Regions from separate parts of the Mus musculus genome. Here all the other regions are linked to region 1. A link is a contact called in public HiChIP or PLAC-seq data. All regions are on one chromosome and are shown on one strand. The core of a region is the stretch at or near the end of the contact, and the rest is flanking DNA. Distances in the headings are between cores, read along the strand shown.

Region 1 (3,773 bases), core at 799-3,298:
AGTGACTGAGCAAGCCTTCCATCTTCTCTAGCTGAGTCTAGTCTAACTCAGACTCCCTGTTCTTCAAAGCCGAGAACTTACACACTGCCGCTCTGTAGACAGGTTTGCTTCAGCAGGTGTTCCCATCTGTAGAGAGCATAGACATTGGAATCCACGTTCTAGCTGCTGGTTAGCAGGCCCTTTCATGCTAGCCATTTGCTGGTCTCTTGTCTTCAGGAGCCAAGTCAGAATGGCATTTGCTTTTCCTCAGGATATTCCCGTCACTGTTTAATCCACTCCAGAGTTCTCTCTTCACACCTTACTACACCTGTACTAGTTTACAGATGAACTAAGCTCATTAATACAGTGTTAGGCGTAAGGATTATTGAAAATGACGTGATCCAATTGAACTCATGGTGCATATGTGCGGTGTACATTTTTCTATGTGAAGACCATAGTGGTTTCTCTCAACTCATGAACAGCAAAAAATATTAATGGTAGACTTTTTTTCAGAGCTCACAGAGAGGATCAGTTAGTAGAAGCATCAAAAGCTCTAATCTTTGAGTTAGAAAGTGATTTAAGGACATCCTTGGAGATGGCTCAGCAGGTTAAAGGAACTTGCTGCACAAGCCTAGTGACCAAAGTCTGACCTCTACATACATGGTAGAGCATGTGTAGGTTCATGTATACACACAAAAATAGTTTTTTTTTTTAAAGAAAATGATTTAAGCCGGGTAATGGTGGTTCACGCCTTTAACGGGAGGCAGAGGCAGGCAGATTCGAGGCCAGCCTAGTATACAGAGTGAGTTCCAGGACAACCAGGGCTACACAGAGAAACCCTGTCTCGAAAAACCAAGGGGGGGGGGGGGGGAGACAGAGACAGAGAGAGAGAGAGATTGATTTAAGCCTGGTAGTAATGTTGCTTGCCTTTAATCCCAGCACTCAGACAGATCTCTGAGTTCAAGGCCACCCTGGCCTACAGAGTTAAGTTCCAGGATAACCAAGGCTACACAGAGAAACTCTGTCTCAAAAAAACAAAACAACTACAAAAAAGAAAGTGATTTGGGGTTGGGGTTTGATTCAGCTTTAATTGGGAATCTGTGGTGCTGATGAGCCCAGCTGTTGTCTGAGGACTGGAAATGTCTGTCTTTATAGGAGTGTTACGTGAAAGAGATCGATGCTGCCAAGGAGAACGTGATCCTGATAAACAAGGCAGACTTGCTGACTGCTGAGCAGCGGTTTGCCTGGGCTGTGCACTTTGAAAAGGAAGGGGTAAAGGTTATCTTCTGGTCAGCTTTGGCAGAAACTGATCACCTAAATGGTGACTTGAAGGTAATGGGCTGGGGGCCTTTCTCAAGGTGGGTTTTGGGGTTGCCTTATTTCTGACTAATGTGTTTTGTTTATATTGGTGATTTGTAAGGATTACTTTGTTTGGGGATTCCCCTCCCCCCAGTTCAGTGATTACAGGAGAGCCTATAAAAATATTTAAAAATCTGTAACCAGACCACATGGATACTTTGTGATTTCATATACTCTTTCATGCCGTACCGTATACTCTTTCGCATCTGAGACCTTAACTTTTTTAATCTTCAGGAAGTTGTCTAAGAAGTTTCATATTTTTTTTTAATTATTAATTTGCTTTTAAGAGAAACTTCACAGTGCACAGGGTACAACTGAAGAGTGTAGGCAATTTCTTTTATCTTTAACCAAGTTTTACTAAAACTTAAAGTCTATTAAAAAATCAGTCCTGGTATCTTTGATATTTAGAAGACACTTAGAAGTGATATTTTCCCCTCTTCTTTTATCTTTTGGCTTTTTAATGGGTGTTAATATAGGTGATGTGCATGCTGGACTATCTCTATGCGTTCCAGGCCAGCCTGATCTACATAGTGAATTCATGACTGACAGGGCTACAGAGAGAAAACCTGTCTGGGGGGGGGGGGGGGGGAGATCTGTGAATACAACCCCCTCTCGTGGATGAACTCATTATTTACTGAGCTCTACACTCCAGTGAAAGAAATCCCTCCCTCCTTCCGTTTCCCTGTTGGAAGGTCACATTATCTGTCAGTGGCTAATTAGTGCTGAGGGCCTAGCAGTGGTACAGTGCTTGCCCAGGCATGCAAAAGTTTGCCTCCAGCAATGGCAGGGCACCAAGGCCAGGCAGCTTTAATCTCTAAAGTCAGAAGCCGTTTCCCTACAGTGACACTAAGCTAGCTCCAGTTGTTGATCTGAGGGTTTGTTCTTTGTCGTCTTGGTTTCTTCCTCTGCCAGTGTTCAGTTCTTGCCCTCAGCTACCTCATAGATGCCATTTTGGGGCTCTCATCTTGGTGCTTATCCATTTCTGTTATGATTACCACTAACATTGATGGATAATGGAGCACAGTGTTTATCCCACATGCCTGCTAAGGGACATACAGAAAGATTGAGATTTCTAGAATGGAAACCTAGCTAGAAACTTGACTCGGGGAGTTAAAGTGTTTGCTTTCAAGCATGACGGCTCAAGTGTTGTGATGCTTGCCTTTAGTCCCAGCACTTGCAAGGCAGAGATAGGCAAATCTCTGAGTTCAAGGACAACCTGGTCTACATAGTGAGCTCCTGTCTATTATCATGGTCATCACCAATCTAGAATGAAATTTTGCAGCCTCTGAATTTCACACACAGGGGTCTGTGCTCTTTTTTACTTAAGATCAAAAGACTTTGGTACTTTTTGACATATTTAAAACAATTATAAAATCAGAACAAGGTTGGGGATGGTGTACTGCTTGCTTCATATGCAAAAGCCCCTGGGCTCAGTCTTAGCTCTGCAGCAACAGAGCAACAGAAGTGAAGGTCTGCCCTGCTAGGGGCATCTGCTGATGTCCACCTATGTGCTTGCCTGCCCATATGCTGGTCTCCAGCATAGTATTTCCTGTTCTTCCATCACTAGCCTCTGTGTGTAAAGTGCGGTTACACAGGTCTGAAGCTTTGTGGTTTCTGTCACTTCATCAGGAGGAAGTAGACAGTGTTGCTGGAGACACCAACAAAACAGAGTCTGAAAGCTCCAGTTTGGATGCGAATGAAATCCCACACAGAGACTTGATCTCGCTTAGTGAGGAGTCCGCAAGTGACAGTGGTGACAGCAAATATGAGGACTGTCAGGAGGACGAAGAGGAAGATTGGCAGACGTGTTCAGAAGAAGACAGCGTCCCTGAGGAGGAGGAGGGCTGTAATGCGGATTCTGAGACTCAGAACAGAAAAAACGCAGAAAATCAACAAGTGAACAATGATAGCTACCTGGTGTCGAAACAGGAATTACTGGAACTCTTTAAGAAACTCCACACTGGAAAGAAAGTGAAAGATGGACAGCTAACTGTTGGGCTGGTAAGATGAAGGACACTGAAGCCAGCACATGAGAGAGCCTGCAGCAGTCCCTGTCCTTCCACAGCTACAGGTGGACCCACACAGTCAGGCAGGCTTCTGCACCACAGGGAAGACACAGGGAAGGTATCATGGGGTGAGGCAGTGGAGGGGCAGGGTCTGACTCAAAGGGAACATCTCAGGGTTATATTGTCACCACACATGTTTATATTAAATGTGTTCTATAGACTCCTTCCAGTTCAGGTCTTTGTCACATCCGTTGCTGAGAGGTGAGAATGAGACAGGTTTTGACATTGCCAGACTTCAGTGCGGTGTTCTGTAGACATCCTGGCATCCTTGCCAGCTTATGCTGTTTCAGATGCCGTTAGTTAGGGAGAATCCCAGCCTTGGCCAGACAAACTATGACAGATACTTTTATTGTATAAAGATAACAAAAA
Region 2 (3,773 bases), core at 716-3,215, 160 kb before region 1:
TACCACCTGGAAGCACCCCAGGCCCCTCTAAGCAGCACTGTGGTTTGTACAAGGTCCAGAGATCTTGTAAATTTCATTAGAAGCAGTTTTCCAGATGTGCCGGGGTGGGGTGACCTATAGTTAGAACTCAGCAGCCCCCACTTGTTTGTGTATTTACCGAAGCTCTGAACCAGCTGTCTGAATCACTTGCAAACAGACCAAAGCTATTTTCAGGCGTCACACGCAGCCCCACAAGAGTCAGCCACGCCTCAGGATAATGCACTAAAAATATCCTTATAGTGCTATTTTTAAGGCTCCAAAGCTACAAGCCACAGCCCAAGAAAGCAGAGTTCCTCACTGCGTGCACACACAGGGCACCAAACCAGAGCCCAGTTCCCACTGGGCCCCTGGGTCAGTCCAGGGGCTATTCTTTTCTCTGACCATCTGGAATCTCCCTAGCCAAAGGCCCAGGCTGCGTATGAAGGAAGCCTTGTCCTTCCCTGGGGACCCTGCTAGACGCTGAGGGGTACAACACAGCCCATGACACGACGATGGGACCATTATGTCTGCTGTATGCTTGTTTCTGTTCTGAATCACCAGCTCGGAGGCTTCTGCCCGTCAGGGATGCTGGACACGTCCCTAGCACATCTGAACAGTCATTTATGATTTTGAAAGCATATTCGCATGCATCAGCTCCACTGATCACTGTGGAACCTCGACACAAGGGTTATTATTGTCTATACGTGCGAATTTGTGCCCGGTTATCACCTTGGTGATGTGATAGAACACAGGTGGTCTCTGGTGTGTCCAGAAGTGATGACTTCACACTGGTTCAGCATCTTCCTTCTGCTACCATCGTAAGCACAGCAGTCACGATTCATTTGCTCACTCGTTCATTCATTCATTCATTCATTCATTCACTCGTTCCCTTGAGAAGTATTTTCCTCACTTCATAAGCTAAAGCCCTCTCTGTACTAGGCTGAGATATAAATGACACCTCTCTAGGAGGTGACAGTACCAGGACAGAAACCCAAGAGAAGCTTCTTAATCATATTGGGGCCCCAAGGGCTAAGTTGGATAGATAAACAAACACCGTGGAAGGCCTGAAAAGCCTGAGCCTGTGAAAACTGAAAGCAAGAGTAAGGGCAGGAGCCCAGGGAATTGTGGGGGCTAGCAGCTAGAGGGGGTTGGGGGGAGAGGGGAGGGGTTGGGGGCCTGTCTGCAGCTGATCCAGGGAGTCCAGCGGTTTACAGCAGAGGTCAGTGCAGACACAGCTGGGTTTTAAGAATCCCAGAGATGCTCTGTGGTGGGAGGGGTAGTCGGGCTTCAGAGAAAAGAGCCAGCACGCAGACCATGGCAACAGTTTGGGTGACCCAGAATGGGACTGAGGGAGGAGTCCAGGAGATTGACAAAGGAAGATGAGATTCAGAAAGTATATGGAAGTAGCTACGCGGTGTGAAGGAAAGAGGCGGGCAGAGTAAGGCAGGAGAAAGGAAGGATGCTACCGTTGTAGTGAGCAGTGTGACACGGTTTGTGGAGTTCCAGGAAGAGAGCAAGAGTGGACACAGTTTGGAAGGAAGGAAGCTTTTGAGAGGAATCTATAAATCTGTGGGTCTCAATACTCTTTCTCATCTGATACCTGAAAGTACCAGGATCTCTCCCTGATCAGCAACCTAAAATCTCCCCAGCAGAGCCTAAAATCAGGGGCTCAAAGTGTGCTTGGTGTATTTGGTCCTAAGGCCCTTGCTATTCACCTGTAAAGTCAGGAATGCATTTTTGCATATGCAAATATGTTTCCTTGGCTGAGGAAGTGTAGTTGTGTGCTTACCTCAGGGTAGCCAGGAATGTCACTCTGGGCTCTGGGTGCTTACCTCCATTAAGACCCCCTGGAGGGCTCTGTCCAGCTGTCCTCTGAGGCCTGCTGTTGTCCCCTGGAGAGAAATTCCGTGGCTACAGAGTTCCTGCCACCTGCACTTTCCCGTACATCCAGTCTAGGTTAGGGAAGGTCACACACACAGGGGGAAAATTCCAGAACATGAGCTCATAGCGTGTGGTGAAAAGTGAGGAAATTTGCCTGGAATTTTGGAATCTGCTCCAGGAATTCATTTTTTTGTTTTAACAGCAAATAGCTTCTAGGGAGCTACCAGGAATAGGTGTCTTCTCTACAGTGTTCCCCACTCCCACTGTGGCTGGTCTTCATTCACATGGCAGGCAGAGTGGTGGATGACTCCAAGTTTGTATTTTCTTTTTTTTTTTTCCATTTTTTATTAGGTATTTAGCTCATTTACATTTCCAATGCTATACCAAAAGTCCCCCATATCCACCCACCCCCACTCCCCTGCCCACCCACTCCCCCTTTTTGGCCCTGGTGTTCCCCTGTACTGGGGCATATAAAGTTTGCAAGTCCAATGGGCCTCTCTTTCCAGTGATGGCCGACTAGGCCATCTTTTGATATATATGCAGCTAGAGTCAAGAGCTCCGGGGTACTGGTTAGTTCATAATGTTGTTCCACCTATAGGGTTGCAGATCCCTTTAGCTCCTTGGCTACTTTCTCTAGCTCCTCCATTGGGAGCCCTATGATCCATCCATTAGCTGACTGTGAGCATCCACTTCTGTGTTTGCTAGGCCCCGGCATAGTCTCACAAGAGACAGCTACATCTGGGTCCTTTCAATAAAATCTTGCTAGTGTATGCAATGGTGTCAGCGTTTGGATGCTGATTATGGGGTGGATCCCTGGATATGGCAGTCTCTACATGGTCCATCCTTTCATCTCAGCTCCAAACTTTGTCTCTGTAACTCCTTCCATGGGTGTTTTGTTCCCAAATCTAAGGAGGGGCATAGTGTCCACACTTCAGTCTTCATTCTTCTTGAGTTTCATGTGTTTAGCAAATTATATCTTATATCTTGGGTATCCTAGGTTTGGGGCTAATATCCACTTATCAGTGAGTACATATTGTGTGAGTTTCTTTGTGAATGTGTTACCTCACTCAGGATGATGCCCTCCAGGTCCATCCATTTGGCTAGAAATTTCATAAATTCATTCTTTTTAATAGCTGAGTAGTACTCCATTGTGTAGATGTACCACATTTTCTGTATCCATTCCTCTGTTGAGGGGCATCTAGGTTCTTTCCAGCTTCTGGCTATTATAAATAAGGCTGCTATGAACATAGTGGAGCATGTGTCCTTCTTACCAGTTGGGGCATCTTCTGGATATATGCCCATGAGAGGTATTGCTGGATCCTCCGGTAGTACTATGTCCAATTTTCTGAGGAACCGCCAGACTGATTTCCAGAGTGGTTGTACAAGCCTGCACTCCCACCAACAATGGAGGAGTGTTCCTCTTTCTCCACATGTATTTTCTAATCACAAGATAAAAAAAAAAAAAAAAAAAAAAAAAAACATGACCAACAAACAAAACAGGCACTCTGATATTTCCTGGCTGACAACACTAATTCATTTTTGCCTATAAAGGAATTTTTTTCTAAGACATGAATTGCTCCCTTCAAACCAAAACTGCCTAACTTTAGGACTGATGCTAGGCGCGTGGAGGATGGCAGTGTGCTGTTACAACATACTGTGATTTCCCTCCCTCTGCAAGCTGCCATTGAGCATGGTCCTTCCCATCTGTAGACCTAGGAAGGAACCATGTCTATGCCTTCCATAGCAAAGCGCCCACACACCTGCGCAATAGTGTGTAACAGCATACACATGTGACCGGGTTAGCTTGAGGCTGAACTTGTTAGCTACCTCGGGGCCTAGGTTTAGGAATGCATCCGCCAGGAGTGTGCCACTTC
Region 3 (3,773 bases), core at 492-2,991, 140 kb before region 1:
AAAATAATTATACCAATTTGTACCTCAGTGAGGACAATACAGAAGATCCAGTTAATGAAAATATTCTCCCGCCCACGTCTTCTCGGACTTTGCCTTTCCTGTCATCAGTGCATGCACACAGCAGTGAGAATAAATTGCTAAACTATTTTAATGTAGAAATACCTACTAAAATTTTTAAATGGAACTGCTTTTTAATTCAGGAGAATTACATTGTAAAAAATATTTTAATCATATTTATCTATTTATGTGTATGTGTGTGCTCACACACATGTGCCAAGGTGTGTAGAGGAAGTCAGAGGACAATTTGCAGGAAATCAGTTGTCTTTTTCCACCGTGTGGGACCTGGGGATAGAAGTTGGGTTGCTGGGTTTGGCACAAGCTCCTTTACCCACCGAGCCATCTCACTGGCCCCCAAGGCATTGTTTTTGAGCATCTGTGTTCTGCTAAAAATAAATGTTAAAGTAAGTACAGAGGAGTGAACTTTTTTTTTTTTTTTAGGATTTTTAGTGTTTATTTCTCCTTTTTTTTTCCTCTTTTCTTTCTTCTTTTTTATTAGATATTTTCTTTATATACATTTCAAATGCTATCCCAAAAGTTCCCCCATACCCTCTGTCTTAGTCAGGGTTTCTATTCCTACACAAACATCATGACCAAGAAGCAAGTTGGGGAGGAAAGGGTTTATTCAGCTTACATTTCCACATTGCTGTTCATCACCAAAGGAAGTCAGGACTGGAACTCAAGCAGGTCAGGAAGCAGGAGCTGATGCAGAGGCCATGGAGGGATGTTCTTTACTGGCTTGCCTCACCTGGCTTGCTCAGCCTGCTCTCTTATAGAACCCAAGACTACCAGCCCAGAGATGGTCCCACCCACAAGGGGCCTTTCCCCCTTGATCACTAATTGAGAAAATGCCTTACAGTTGGATCTCATGGAGGCATTTCCTCAACTGAAGCTCCTTTCTCTGTGATAACTCCAGCTGTGTCAAGTTGACACAAAACTAGCCAGTACACCCTCCCTCTGCCCTGCTCCCCTACCCACCCACTCCCACTTCTTGGCCCTGGCATTCCCCTGTACTGTGGCATATAAAGTTTGCAATACCAATGGGCCTCTCTTTGCAGTGATGGCCGACTAGGCCATCTTTTGATGCATATGCAGCTAGAGTCAAGAGCTCCGGGGTACTGGTTAGTTCATATTGATGTTCCACCTATAGGGTTGCAGACCCCTTCAGCTCCTTAGGTGCTTTCTCTAGCTTCTCCATTGGGAGCCCTGTGTTCCATCTTATAGATGACTGTGAGCATCCACTTCTGTATTTGCCAGGCACTGGCATAGCCTCATACGAGACAGCTATAACAGGGTCCCTTCAGCAAAATCTTTCTGGCATATGCAATAGTGTCTGCGTTTGGTGGCTGATTATAGGATGAATCCCCTGGTGGGGCACAGGAGTGAATATTAAGAACAGCTACTGTGTCTCCTTTTCTTTCATATTAATAAAAGTTTGAAATAATTGAAATATCCATCAGTGAGAAACTGGTTGGCTAAATTATGGGAGCTCTGTATGCAGATTAAAATACAGTTGTGAGCAACACCGTTGAGGTAGACAGAGGCGCTTGCAGAATGGTGTGAAGTGAGTGTGGGTGTGGGGTGGCCACCCTTGAGCTTTTAGAGAGCGAGGGGGGCGCTACAGATGCACTTACTTGTTTGTGAAGACAAAAGGAACAGGCCTCAGGCACACACTCTGAGGAGCTCAGGAGTGTGGAACTGGAGAGAGGGGCAGGGAGCAGAAGGTGACCTTGCCAAGGCTGTAACTCCAGTCCCTGCAGCAGCCTTTTCCAGGCCTTCAGTCTGCTCTTCTGCCGCCACCACCTCTCTGCCTCCCATGGTTCAGTCTTCATATCCCCAACACAATAAGATCCAAACCCCTATCCTGCCATTTAATACTGCCGGGAGCTGGAGCAGCCAACATCTCTACCAAGCTCCGTGCGTAGAAAGTGTAGCCAGTTACATTCGATCCTCCTCCTTGCCCGGCTACTCTGCCGCCCGCCCTCCCTCTGCCTGAAACCCTGTTTGTTCTTCAGAACCTGGCCAAAGGCCTGAAGCTACTGTGGTTCTTCTGAGAAACAGGAGCTAAATGCTTGGACTGTGCAGAACAGATGCAGGGGCCTCAGCAGGTAGCGCCGTCGCAGCTTTCCCTCGAGGGGCGCAGCCTACAAATAACCCTGACCCAATTCGGTCTGGGACTCAAAATTCCAGGAGGGAGACCTCCAAACACCTTGCTCCTTGTTTTGCTCAGGAGATGTTATTTTTAAAACAAGTCTCATCTTTCCCAGTTCTGTATCAGCTAAGAAAAGACAAAGGAATAAGACAAACGGAGATAAAGATCTGTGGATCGGGGGATACACCTTTCTCTGCGGAACTTTTAAAGTAGAGACCTGATGGCTGGGCCAAGGGCACAAGATTCCTGGAGATCGGCCGTGGGGCCTCCAGTAGACAACCCACCCAACAGGAAATGAGAAGAACCACAAGGCCCAACCACTGTTTACTTTCCAATAACCAGGTGAACTTGCTCCTCCGTCCCTGGAGAGAGAAGCCAGAGGTGTCACTCTTCTCTACATGGGAGGATGTATGACCTTGCTCAGAAGGTTGGGCCCTGTCCCGAGAGGAGGGGGGGATCCTGTTGGGCAAGTTGGACGTCCACACCCCTGCAGATCTCCCTCCAGGGTACAGGTGTCCCCAGAAAGGCCACCAGTGTCAGCTTTACTGTTCAACCTGAGCCTGTGCCTTGCTCTACAGAACACCTCAACACTCTCTCATGTCCCTATCTGAGTGGGCAGGTAGACAGGACAATGATATAGACACAGGGCCCAGTAGACAAGAGTAAATGACCCAAGGTGACAGAGATGGCACAGTCATGACTCCCAGGGGCTACCTCTGAGCTCTTCCTTCCAACCCCTTCCTCCTGACCTGGAAGAGGCAGGCAGGAGTGAAGAAGAAAGAGTCTCTTGTGGGAGACTGAGTTCAGCTTCTTTGAGGTGAGAGGCTAGCCCTCAACCTGTGTCCCTAACCCTGAGTCCTTGTGGCCTATGCCTGTATCCCAGGCAGTGCCCCAGGATCCCGACTCTGTACTGCAAGGACAGGAGAGAGCAGCAGCTTGACCCACTATCTAGGGGCCTATACTAAGAGGAAAGTCATAGATACAGCCTTTTCCCCAGGTCTCTGAAAATGCCGCTGTAGTCATCTGAGCTCAAAGAGGGTTTCTGCTCCTCTAAAGGCAGGTGTCTTGACATAGGAGGCTGCCATCCAGAGCGCTGATTTTGTAGACCGAAAGACTTGGATTATAGGAGTTGCTGATTGGAGGGGAAAAGAAGCAGTAAAGCTGGGATGAGCACATAGAACAACATCAGGAAGGCGAGGAGGAAGCTGTGGGTGAGTTTTAAAGGCAGTTCCAACCCAAGGCTCTAGAGCAGTGGCTCTCAACCTTCCTGATACTGCGACCCTTTAATACAGTTCCTCACGCTATAGTAGCCCCCAACCGTAAAATTATTCTCAATGTTACTTCATAACTGTAGTTTTGCTGCTGTTATGAATCATAATGTAAATATCTGTGTTTTCCTGACAGTCTTAGGCTACCCTTGCTGCAAAGGTCTTGGGATACCCGCAAAGAGGTTACGGCCCAGAGATCGAGCCCTGCTGATGTCAAGTTTCCCTCCAGCGTTTTCATTTATTGATGGAGAACTTGGACAATTTGTTACCCGTTACTGACGAAGTCAGAGTGTACT

What was found. HiChIP or PLAC-seq counts read pairs in DNA pulled down with a chosen protein or histone mark.
Region 2: a contact with region 1 is called in an H3K27ac HiChIP or PLAC-seq map of embryonic stem cells, with 5 read pairs. The contact joins two enhancer-like sites. A contact is called at or near these places in 1 of 39 promoter capture datasets (macrophages), 1 of 484 Hi-C or Micro-C datasets (embryonic stem cells), 12 of 115 datasets of contacts at active chromatin or transcription factors (the 230-238 cell line, the SCID.adh cell line, bone marrow-derived macrophages and 5 more) and 2 of 9 other capture datasets (adipose tissue and embryonic stem cells).
Region 3: an H3K27ac HiChIP or PLAC-seq map of embryonic stem cells shows a contact between it and region 1, with 6 read pairs. The contact joins two enhancer-like sites. A contact is called at or near these places in 1 of 39 promoter capture datasets (macrophages), 7 of 115 datasets of contacts at active chromatin or transcription factors (the SCID.adh cell line, bone marrow-derived macrophages, double positive thymocytes and 1 more) and 1 of 9 other capture datasets (pancreatic islet).

What each region holds. Positions count from the first base shown.
Region 1 is chr16:30,570,731-30,574,503 of GRCm38.p6, reverse strand. Lsg1 (large 60S subunit nuclear export GTPase 1) reads left to right here. Exons shown (of 14, transcript NM_178069.5): 7 at 1,135-1,311; 8 at 2,968-3,339. Among named protein-coding and RNA genes, the nearest start is that of Lsg1, 15 kb to the left of the region's middle. Within about 2 kb of position 2,048, at least 34 of the 459 cell types and tissues checked have an H3K27ac peak or open chromatin away from gene starts, as enhancers often do. A contact at or near this core is called in embryonic stem cells, where this site is marked.
Region 2 is chr16:30,733,668-30,737,440 of GRCm38.p6, reverse strand. No RefSeq gene overlaps it. Among named protein-coding and RNA genes, the nearest start is that of Gm33502, 58 kb to the left of the region's middle. Within about 2 kb of position 1,965, at least 53 of the 459 cell types and tissues checked have an H3K27ac peak or open chromatin away from gene starts, as enhancers often do. A contact at or near this core is called in embryonic stem cells, where this site is marked.
Region 3 is chr16:30,710,754-30,714,526 of GRCm38.p6, reverse strand. No RefSeq gene overlaps it. Among named protein-coding and RNA genes, the nearest start is that of Gm33502, 81 kb to the left of the region's middle. Within about 2 kb of position 1,741, at least 2 of the 459 cell types and tissues checked have an H3K27ac peak or open chromatin away from gene starts, as enhancers often do. A contact at or near this core is called in embryonic stem cells, where this site is marked.